Linked DNA regions of Zea mays: region 1 is linked to region 2. A link is a contact called in public Hi-C data. All regions are on one chromosome and are shown on one strand. Each heading gives the region's core, a stretch centred on a gene start, on an enhancer-like site or on the middle of the called end of the contact. The rest is flanking DNA. Distances are from core to core; before and after follow the strand shown. Region 1 holds the start of LOC103641257 (probable mixed-linked glucan synthase 6). Region 2 holds the start of LOC100381576.

The links. Hi-C and Micro-C count contacts between places; a contact is called where the count stands out from the background.
Region 1: a contact with region 2 is called in a Hi-C map of ear, with 2.2 times the contacts expected there. The contact joins the promoter of LOC103641257 here to the promoter of LOC100381576 in region 2. A contact is called at or near these places in 2 of 25 Hi-C or Micro-C datasets (ear and tassel).

What each region holds. Positions count from the first base shown.
Region 1 is chr10:78,505,236-78,510,829 of Zm-B73-REFERENCE-NAM-5.0, reverse strand. LOC103641257 (probable mixed-linked glucan synthase 6) reads right to left here and starts at 3,316. Exons shown (of 3, transcript NM_001328377.1): 1 at 2,742-3,316; 2 at 1-739. The coding sequence starts at 3,043.
Region 2 is chr10:77,878,667-77,884,344 of Zm-B73-REFERENCE-NAM-5.0, reverse strand. It overlaps LOC100381576, which reads left to right and starts at 3,106. Exons shown (of 25, transcript NM_001174401.2): 1 at 3,106-3,185; 2 at 3,272-3,451; 3 at 3,537-3,650; 4 at 3,732-3,890; 5 at 4,564-4,741; 6 at 4,814-4,940; 7 at 5,024-5,133; 8 at 5,230-5,368; 9 at 5,454-5,563; 10 at 5,660-5,678. The coding sequence starts at 3,106.

The DNA.
Region 1 (5,594 bases), core at 2,067-4,566, 630 kb before region 2:
TCCCTTGCGGTGGTTCTCGGAGGGCTCAACCCATGTGCCCTCCCACTGGGTGCCGTCGGCCATCCAGGTTGCCCTGGGCTCGCCGTCCTTGAGCCCCCTGGCGGCGTTGTACGCGTCGGACCTCTGCTTGATGTCGTGGTCGAGGCCGTTGATGCGCGCCTTGAACTCGTCGTAGTCCTTGCGCACGCGGCGGCGGTCGTTGACGAAGTCCTCCTGGGAGCGGCCCATGTAAGGGTGGGACTTGAGGTCGAAGTAGCTCTCGGGGCCGCGCGGCTCGATGCCGTGCTTGCGGCAGAAGGGCACCCAGACGGTGGCGAACTTGGCGGCCTCCGCCATGGCCTCGTAGGTGAGCAGCATCCCGGAGTCGTCGGAGAGGTAGCACGTGTTGCGCTCCACGGGGTAGTCGGCGGCCAGGATGGACAGCACGGAGTTGGCCGTGCTCAGGATCGGCTCCTTGAACGGGTCCGCCGTCGTCACGAACACGTCCAGCCCCGGCAGCAGCGACGTCCCTCCGCCGGCGCCCCCGCCCGCGCGGTCGAACCGCTGCCGCAGCGCCGCCAGGTCCGGCACGCGGTTGATCGGGTTCAGCTTCGGCAGCTGGTCCAGCAGCCACGAGAAGCCGAACCAGAACTCGCCCGCGATCGACGTCACCCACAGCCACAGCGCGTCCGGGTTGCGGTGCGAGATGCGCCAGATTACGAACAGCGTGAACGCGATCAGCCGGACGAAGATCAGCACCCTGCAGCCACCCCAAATCCAGTCGTGAATAAATTTTGTTTTCACCCACAGTTCACTAGTACTTTTTTTCTATGACAGATTTTAAGTTTAACAAATTTTTTTTGCAAATCATGGTGAATGGTTATATGTAAATAAAAAAATCATATAAAGCGCGAGTGGTGATTGAGCGAGTGCGTGCACGCACGATGTTGGGTCGTGCAATAATTGGAGGGGTCCGGCCGTCCGGGTTACGGGAAGAAGGAACGTGCATCGTGTCGGCGAGCATGCTATGCATATGTGCGCTGCCACCCACAGGCGTGTCCGTCCGTCCGTCCACCCGCGGCGAAAAGCACCAGCCCACCAACCAATCATGTGAGGGCGAGGAAACGGAGCCGCTGGCTGGCGTGGTGCGGGTGTCAGAGGCAGTCAATGCGCGTGAGCTGGCACGACGCCACGCCACCGACACGCGGGGGAGGAGCTCGTCCGTTCCGTCCACTCATCAGTCATCACTCCCATCCCACGGGCCCGCGGCGTGAAAGCGCCAGCGCCTGCCAGCCAGGCAAGGCAAGGCAAGGCCGCCGCTCGGTGGGCCCCGCCCCATGCCCCAGAGAGGCAGCGCGGCATTGATTTGCCAGGAATAACGGTTTCTTTACCCCCGCCACATTTCTCCTCTTCGCTTTCTGTTTTTTTTTTCGCTTCTGGAAACAACAGGTCTCTTTTGTTTCCACTTGGGGGGTCCGTCACCTACAAGCCTGGGCCCGCTGCAATCATGCTCTCGTGTCAGGGGCCCGCCTGGAATAATTTCCTGGCAAGCTTCCCTACCACTCATGTCTGTGTGTGTGTATGTATGCTCCGGTAGTAGCCCGATACGGTGTGGTGTGTGTGAGGGATGCACGCAGTGCTGCTGTACAGCGTGGACTTGGAAAGTACGTGGTAGTCCTCTACAGCCAGAGCCAGGTACTGCTACGGTCTGAGCTGTAAATAGGCCGAGATCTAATCCCCTCCGTCTCGAGCTGTCACCATGCCGAGGCAGAGGCTAATGTGGAGCTACCACTACCCCAGCTTTTCCTTCCTCTATCTAACGAGCCTGTGCTTTTAGAGACGTGCCGGTCCTTTTCCCTGGATGCGCAAGCTCCATGAAAGCTAGGACTAGATGCAACCCCGTAAAAAAGAAAGACAGTTGAGCCCTCTAGAAGAATCCAATCCAAACCCCCAAAGGAGGGGGCTACCACTACCCCAGCTTTTTTTCTCCCAAAAGGGCAATTAGTGGACAGACAACAATAAGGCACTTTGCAGTTATTACCCCCGGACTTTCTCACTAATCATAAATGGGTCTTTACCGGAATTTGGAGGCTTTCAATGATGGCTTTGCCTTTGCTTGGACTCTCACATGCGAGCCACGCCTAGTGTCGGCCGCCTCCCGTTATTACTCCAGACTCCAGAGCAGGTAGTAAAAATGTACTACGACTACGAGCCCCCGCCCGGGGCGGACGGACCCCACCTGGCAGTGGGAGGGTCCCGGAAACCACCGAATTTATTTAACTCTCCCCCCAAGGCCCCAACGTTCCGCCCCGCGCCAGCTGGCGGCTGGCCCCACCCTGCAGCGGCGGTGGCGCCAGTGCCGACAGCACAACGGGAGACGCGGTATCCCAGAGGGCGGGGGGCCAGGCGACGAGGAGGAGGGTCCACTCATCCACTGTGCCTGCCTAACTGTAACGTGCACTTGTCCGAGCCGGATTGAAGAGATTATATTGCAATTTTAACTGCCTGGTTTTTTTTGTTTATTACTAATTCACAGCTGCAACTGCAACCTAGGACTAGTGCTTGGGGCGTAGTGTAGTGGGGTGGGAGACTGGCTCGACGTGCTCTGGCGTCGTAGCGTGTGACGACCGGCGGCGAGGCCGGTCAATGCAGACGCGCGCGGCGTGCGGCGTGCGCGCGCCGGCGAGGTGAATGAACCGAAGCTCAGCTCAGACCTCAGAGCAGATATGGATCGTTAGGATAGGAACGGAGGAGGAGTATACCTGTAGGGGTGGAGGAGGACGCCCTTGATCTTCTCGGTGCGGAAGACGGGGCGGTCCTCGAGCGCGACGCCCGGGTCGGCGCCGTCGGCGGACAGGCCGTCGTCGCTGAGGTCGACGGCGATCCAGCTCTCGTCGTTGACGGCGCCGATCTGGCCCTCGGTGGCGGCCACGGCCACGCGGTCCATGTCGGCGGAGGACGCGGCGGACGCCACCGCCGCGGCGCCGGCGCACGCGCACACGGGGAACCCGCACACGCACCCGTGCTTGGCGCCGCCGCTCGCCTGCTGCTGCCCCGCCGCCATAATGCCGGGCGCGCCCTCCCTCTCTGCCTGCCTGGCGGCGGCCGGAGGTAGCTGGCTCCCCTGTATCTCTCTCTCTCTCTCTCTCTCTCTCTCTCGGCAAGAGAGAAGAGGCCGAGCAGGGTCTGGGTGGGAGGAGAGGATCAACGGAGACCAAGAACCTGAAGCTAGCTGCCTCGTCTGCTCTTCTAGGTTGTGTGAGGATGAGTGGAAGACAGAGGAGGAGCGGGGGGGAGGGAGGGAGGGAGGGGAGAAGAGAAGAAGGTGGCGCGGGAGGTGTCGAGTGAAGTACGTGGGGGGGAGGGACGGGAACGCGATATATAGAAATTATGGGCCGGAATTCACCAGCCGAGTGTCGGTCGGGGCTGGCTAGCTTAGCTCAGTTCCCTCTGTATTTTTTTGTACGCGTCTGCACACGTCCCTCTCTCTCTTTTGCTACCACTCTGTAGCTGTAGGTATCTACTCACTAACACAGCTCTGTCGAGTCCGTGTCCCTATGCGCGTGTCGTGTGTGTGTGTGCGTGGTGGTGGTGGTGAGTTCTGGAAGGCAAAGCCCGGCCTCCCTCGACGATTTATATGGTAATAATCAGTGTGTTTGCGTGTGAGCGAGAAGGAGAGACGACGACGACGAATGATGAGGAGGAGGAGGAAGGAAGAAGGTGAGCTGTGCGCGTGTGTGTAGGTGGCAGGCAGCCATTGGGCAAGCTGCGCAGCGCAGCGCACAGGACCGGAGAACAGAACAGGCCCAGCTACCTACCAGTCTGCTCCCGCTCAGACTCCGTGTTAACCTCCCCATGTGATCCCCCTGGCCGCACTATACCCTCCGCCTGATTATTTATTTATTTATTTACAAATCCTAAAATCATCGCTCGCGGCCAGAGATACGCGGCGCGGATTTCACGTCCCGCCCAGGCGCGCCCACTGGGCTACATGATTAACCTAGGCACTAATCGGCGGGAACAGAATAAAGCGGCGGTAATGATTAGTAGTTTTGTTTTTTTTATTGGTGGTGGTTGCTGCTATAGATGGCCAAATGGGCCGTGCCTAACGGGCCGGCCCGAAGCACGGCCCGTTTAATAGTGCCGAGCCGGGCCCGACACGAGAACCGTGCCGTGCTTGGGCCGCTGGCTCGGCCCGCAGTGCCGGCCCGGCCCGGCACGATTATATGTTTTTTATTTTACAAAATATAATATATATATATTTACATTTTATATTCGATATTTACAACAAATGCAGTCGAGTTCTACTGGTTAGTCTGTTTCAGTTAGTGCTTTCAGCCTGTTAGAGGGAGGTCGCGGGTTCAATTTCTCACCCAGACATAGTTTTTTGCTATTTTCCCTCATTTAATAGGAGAGCGTGGCGGTTTAACGGGCCGGCCCGGCACGACTACCAGGCCGCCGTGCCGTGCCTGGGCCGCGGCTGCGGCACGCGGGCCGGCCGGGCACGGCCCGATTATCCATCGTGCCTAACGGGCCCGTGCCGGGTCGGGCCGGGCCGCCCGTTTGGGCATCTATAGTTGCTGCTGTGCCCTGTGCTCTTATCATAAAAATACACACACCCCCATTTTTTTTTAAACGCGCTGAGCTGATGCGTGGGGCTCGGTTAATTGCTCATCGCGCTGTCAGGACGGAGAAGGAATGGTTAGGGTGTACTGTACTACTAGCGAGCGAATGTCCTCGCGCCTCCTGATTGGAAGATTCCTTGCGTTCGCCTTTTGCAGCTCCTCCGCCGACGCCGACGCCTCCTCCCTCCCATCAATGGAACGGCGGTGGTGTATCTGATCGGCCTCCCGCGTCGGGGGATGTATCATGTATGTAGCGGGTTAAAATTCCACGGGACGAGGCTCGTGGGTCGTGGCCATGTCTTCCTTAGATTCCTTGGTGACTCGGGTCGGGGGGGCCGAGGCGGGTTTGGTTTACTCCGGTCACAGCGGAGAGCAGAGAGCAAGGGAGAGAGAGAGGAGGGGGGCGTTTTTGTTCCCTTGCAACCAAATGGGTTCACGGGGAAACCACCACGTTCCGCCCGCCCGCGCCATGGTCCCGGCGGCCCGGTACGAGTAACGTGCATCTCTGCCCCAGGTCAAAAACCTCGCCGGGACCGGCCCACATCCATACACGCGCATCGACCGAACCGCCCGTCATCCGGCGTCTCACGCATCGATCTCACTCCCCTTCGTTCGACCCACAGCCAGCCTCCCTCACGAGTCACGACGCCTATGCGCACACGCACGCACACAGCTAATTAAGCGTCAAGTACGCATACGAAAACTGCGTACTACCTGGTACGGACCCCCGGTGATTAAAACCCCCACCGAGATCCATCCACCGGTTCCGGCGATGGATCGATCGAGTACACGTAACGTACGTACATAATCCGCGCGCACGTCCCAACTGCAAACGCCGGCACGTTAAACCCCCCCGGGCAACGCCATTAAAGCCAGCAGTCACCACCTCCAACTCCAACCGTGTACGCGCGCGCGCAGTGCAAGCCTCCTCCGCGACCGCGAGATTGCCGTAGCACCATTAACAGCTCGCCGTCCGTACGTGCGCGCGCG
Region 2 (5,678 bases), core at 1,857-4,356:
ATTATGGTAAAAAACAAAGTTTATGGCTTAGTTGGATGCTCTCTAAAGCAACTCTAGAAAAATGCTAGTTTAAAAAAATCTACGGAACCAACCGAGCGTTATGGTTTTGCCCACAGTCTACACGCGGGCATATATATACTAGTTAGTCGCCACTATAGCCTTAGCTTATGGGTGAGCTAATAGATTGTTCTATCTAGACGCAGATTGTATGTATGGTCAGCTCTTGATGATTCATTAGGGATGCTACCATAAGTTATTTCCTACATGTCTAGTAGCATCAAAGCATTCTAACAGGACCGTTCAAGGATATGGCCAAGCTTACTACTTATGATCATGCACCAACTATTTTTCTATACCTAAAACATTACGAGATAGCAATTATGAAGTGTTTATGACTCGTTCGAATACTCCCTAAAGCATTCTCAGCTGCTATTTGGCAAAAACTCTCGTGACACAAAAAACTGCACACCATTTTTGGCGGCCGAACCCTGGTCGCCGAAAATAGTAAGTAACTTTTGGAGGTTGTGAGTGGTCGACTGGCCGCAAAAAATAAGGTTATTTTTAGCGGCTAAGTTCTATGGCCGCCCAAAATAACCTTATTTTCGACGGCATGCGTTCCGGCTGCCAAAAATAATGAATTTTAACGTGACACAACACCCTTTCTTCTCTCTTTCCTCTCTTCCCTTCTCACTCCCTCCTCTCTCCTGATGTCGCACCTGCTACCGAAAGGCTCATTTTGGCGGTTTATGGCCACCGAAAATGGCTTCTGTTATTGTAGTGTGAACCAACATGTCGCCGTGGTTTTATTTGGCACGTGTGTGCAAACCAATTGGCCGCTGCTGGCTTTCTTGTGTGTGGTAATGCTGGCACCGAAATAAACTAGGCGTTAGCGTTAGCTTGTGGATGAAACAATAGCTAGTTTGTATCCATACCATGACTATCTGCATGGTCAACAACCAAAGTCTTGTTAGGGCTGCTACGAACATCGATTAGAGAACAAGTATTTTTTATGAGAATCAGATTTAGAAGGTAGCCTCAATGCATTGCTATACCATATATGAATGCCATGTTCTCGTACTTCCTATTTTAGATCAGTCTCAATATACATACATGGTTTTCATGGTAGACACCCATTTCCATGTACAACCTAGAGACTCTAGAACGGTTTTCTAAATCAAAGAGACAGGTAAGAGACTACATAATACAACCCTAAGCCTCTAGACCATAATATAGTAAAGAGACAATAAATATAGAAAGTCATGACGAGACATGCTCTTATCTTGAGTTTTTTCACTTAACTTTCTAGAAACCCCTTAAGAGACACCTCAATTAATGGGGTTGTACATGCCCTAAATTGGCTACTCATCTCTCAACATACTCAAAGATAAAAAAATAATAGAGGTTGAAAACATTAGCTTTAATGATGAAAACATCATGTGTTCAAGCAATCTTCTCAAAGAGTACCAATTGCCAACTAGAGAAAATACATGTGTCGGATACAAATATATCTGCAATATGATGATCTGTACATTAACATAAATAAACACTTTTGTAGCCAAAAAGATATTATTTCACCGTTGAGCCGATGAAATATGGTATGCAGATGCACAAGTTGGGATGAAAATAAATATTTATTCAAACATCATTTTTTGGTATTTTCTCTTTTACTGTGAATAAATAGGATATATAATCTGCTATGCAAATTTATATTTTTATTTTTAACATTGAGCTTATGAAGATTCATAAAAATAAATATCAAATTTATCATATTTTTTTCAAACAATAGATATAAAATTCGGATATAATTTGGATACAATTACATATATTTTTTCATTTTTTGTTGCAAGAGCAAATATCGTATAAATTAATTTATGCAAAAATTTATTCTTATTTATAATAAGTGTGTTTGATAATATAAGAAATGATCTATTTTAAAATATGAAATTTATCTTAACAATTTGGATACCTATTTAATCCATAGCACAACATCTTTCAGCCAAGTATATCTTCTATATATACAATTTTTTCTGGAACAGCAAGCTATAGTATCTAAGAAAGAGAACATATTCTATATCGTGTCATGATCAAACTTAGTACACGCCTGAAAAGCTGGGTAGGTGTGCTGGGTGCGCCTACCACAAACCCGCCTCGTTCAAAAATTGAAACCGGTGATGCGCCAGAAAGCGATGGAGAGAGGGAGGAAAACCGGGCAAGAGAAAGGAGTTATTTTAATGGGTACGAGGAAGGGTGACGTGGCAGCAGGGAAAACTTACAGTATCCGGCTCCCAAAATGACCGTTCTACCCCTCACCGTCCCCACGATCATCGTGGGCCCCGCAGCCACCCCCAGATGCTCCGCTTCCCATGCGCCGAATGACGGAAACAACCCTCCCTGGCTGGCAAGCGACCGCGCGACCGCCGCTTTCCCGCTTCTGCCCTCCCCGAGAAAAATCACGAGGTTGCCCTTGGAGACCTGATGCGACAGTGGTAGACGCGTAAATATAGTGGCTGCTAGGAGGGCGTCACCGTAATTGCTCGGGTTGTCTGGGTTGCTATATATGCAGAGACTGCTCGAGGGGGCTATAAAACGCGGTCCGAAAAACCCCGAAACGGGTGAGGAGAAAACAGAGAGCGAGAGAAGTTCTCGGAGAGAGAAACTAAGCGAGCGAGATAAAAGAAGCGAAACGCGGGCAGCTGTTGCTGAGGCGTGGAGACGGAGGCGGCGGCGCGGCCGAACCCTAGCCGACGGCGGCGCGTTTGAGGCGGGACCCTCTGCAGGCGACGCCTGGCGGCCGGATTCGAGCTGCCGGCGTCGGCAGCTTCAGATCGGCGGTCGCGCCGACGGAATCGGCGGGGATCCCGGCGGGATGGGCGCGGCGAGGCCCGTGCTCTGGTCGTGAGTTTGCTTGGTTCGTGGGTTCTGGCTCTGGGCTCCCGAGCAAGGTTTTGAGCTCGGTGTAGCCGCTTGCTTGCTGAGTTGCTGCTGTCGCTTTTTGGGCGGTTTGAAGCGGGTTTTTGCGGGGGGTTTGGGAGGGATCTGCCGGGAAGGCCCGAGGTTTAGGCCGGTTTTTGAGAGCTGGAGGCTCCGGCCGGGATCGGGGGAGCCATGTCGTCTCTTAGCAGGGAGCTGGTTTTCCTCATCCTGCAGTTCCTCGACGAGGAGAAGTTCAAAGAGACGGTCCACAAGTGAGTGCAGGCCATGACCATGAATGGCTTTTTTTCGAGGCCTTGCTTTGCTGGATTTCTGATCCCTTTTGCGGTTGCCTCTGCAGGTTGGAGCAGGAGTCGGGCTTCTACTTCAACATGAAGCACTTCGAGGACCTCGTGCAGGGCGGCGAGTGGGACGAGGTGGAGAAGTACCTCAGCGGCTTCACCAAGGTGGAGGACAACCGCTACTCCATGAAGATCTTCTTTGAGATCCGCAAGCAAAAGTACCTCGAGGCCCTTGATAGGTGACTGACCCATCGCTAAGCTACTCTTGGTCCCTTGTCGTTGTCAAGGTTGTTTTTTTTGCTGAATTTGCTGTCGGTGTCACAGGCATGACAGAGCCAAGGCTGTGGAGATTCTCGTGAAGGATCTTAAGGTATTCGCCTCCTTCAATGAGGAGCTGTTCAAGGAGATAACGCAGCTGCTGACCTTGGAGAATTTCAGGTTCGGTAACTTTCTGTTCAGAAGAAAAATGTTTAGTGCATTGGGCCGGGGCGGATGTGATTGTGTATTAATGATCAACAGGCAAAATGAGCAGCTGTCCAAGTATGGGGACACAAAGTCAGCCCGGAATATCATGCTTTTGGAGCTCAAAAAGCTCATTGAAGCAAACCCTCTGTTCCGGGACAAGCTGAATTTCCCACCATTCAAAGCTTCCAGACTTCGCACATTGATCAATCAAAGGTGTTGATTGTTTGATTTTGATATGTTTAGTCACACATATAGACTTCCTTAAAATATCAGGTTACGATTTGTGAATATAAATTCTATGATGTTCTTTGGTCTAAATTTAATTAGATTGTATGGTAGCATTTAATTTTCTATGTGCACAATTGGTATAAATCAAATAGTTCAATTATGTAACTGCTACTTGTGTAGGTTTACTATTTTTTAAATCTTCTTTCTGGTTATTCTGGTGCCAAATAATGTCTTTCTTTGAGTTCCCTTAGTAATTATGATGGATAAGGTGTCAGTTAAATGTAGTCAATGCTTCCTTTGTTCTTTTGTCTTGTTGAAGTTTTATTGCTTCTGGTTGTTCATCACTACAGAATCTTCTTGATATGGTTCTTCCTTTTCGGATTGTTTCATGTGATTTGCACATCTCTACCTGTTTATCCCAAGTAACCAGCTTTTATCGACAATGTGCAAAGAAATGGTCTCTTTATAGTGGCCCTAGCTTTAGATGCTTATGCTATAGCAGATACCATCCCTTTTCTTATTGTAAGGTCATGTCCATAAATGCCACAATTGGGATTTCTCTACTTGTTATGCCTACAAATCTAACAATGCTTTCAGAAGCACATTTCGTGCATGTAAAAGATGAGGCTAACTGGGTTTTCTTTCTAATGCCTTTCAGTCTGAACTGGCAACATCAGCTTTGCAAGAACCCCAGACCAAACCCTGACATCAAGACACTCTTCACTGATCACTCTTGTGCTGCTCCTACCAATGGAGCAAGAGCACCTCCACCTGCCAATGGTCCACTTGGATCCATCCCTAAGTCAGCTGGATTTCCACCAATGGGTGCTCATGCTGTAAGTATTGTCACAATTAGGCCATTTAACTTATCCTGACTATCGATTGCTTATATGGCATCGATCTTGCAGCCATTTCAACCTGTGGTGTCGCCATCTCCAAACGCAATTGCAGGTTGGATGACAAATGCCAACCCCTCTTTGCCTCATGCTGCTGTTGCACAAGGGCCACCTGGTCTCGTTCAGGCTCCAAACACAGGTATGTTGAAAGTAATTCTGATAAATGGTGGTTGTTGCTGGTTGCAGTGTTTGGTCCTTTCTGAACTGGCTGTTTGCTCTCAGCGGCATTTCTAAAGCATCCTAGAACCCCTACAAGTGCACCTGGTATTGATTACCAATCTGCAGATTCAGAACATCTCATGAAAAGAATGCGGGTTGGACAACCAGATGAGGTATTAGACGAACTCAAGACTGATTTGTGTTTGACCTCATTTTTTTTCTGTAATTTACATAATCAAACAAGCTATGATTCATTGAAACTATGACAGGTATCTTTCTCTGGTGCAAGCCATCCTGCCAATATGTACACACAAGAAGACCTTCCCAAACAAGTTTCTCGTACCCTTAATCAGGGTTCTAATGTTATGAGCCTGGATTTCCACCCCGTTCAACAAACCATTCTTTTAGGTACTCGCTGCAAACATGTCCCTTGATTATTGAACTGTTACTTTGGTAACTGTCCATTATATTTACAGTTTCCTGACCTAAACAGTTGGAACAAATGTTGGTGACATTGCGGTGTGGGAAGTTGGTTCACGGGAAAGGATAGCTCACAAGACTTTCAAAGTTTGGGATATTGGTTCCTGTACCTTGCCTTTGCAGGTGACTACTTCAGTTATTGTGTATGAGCTTTGTGCAGCTGGAAGCAGCTTGGTGCCTTGAATGGTAGTTTTTTATCGACAATTTGTTGTTCTGCAGGCTTCGCTGATGAAAGATG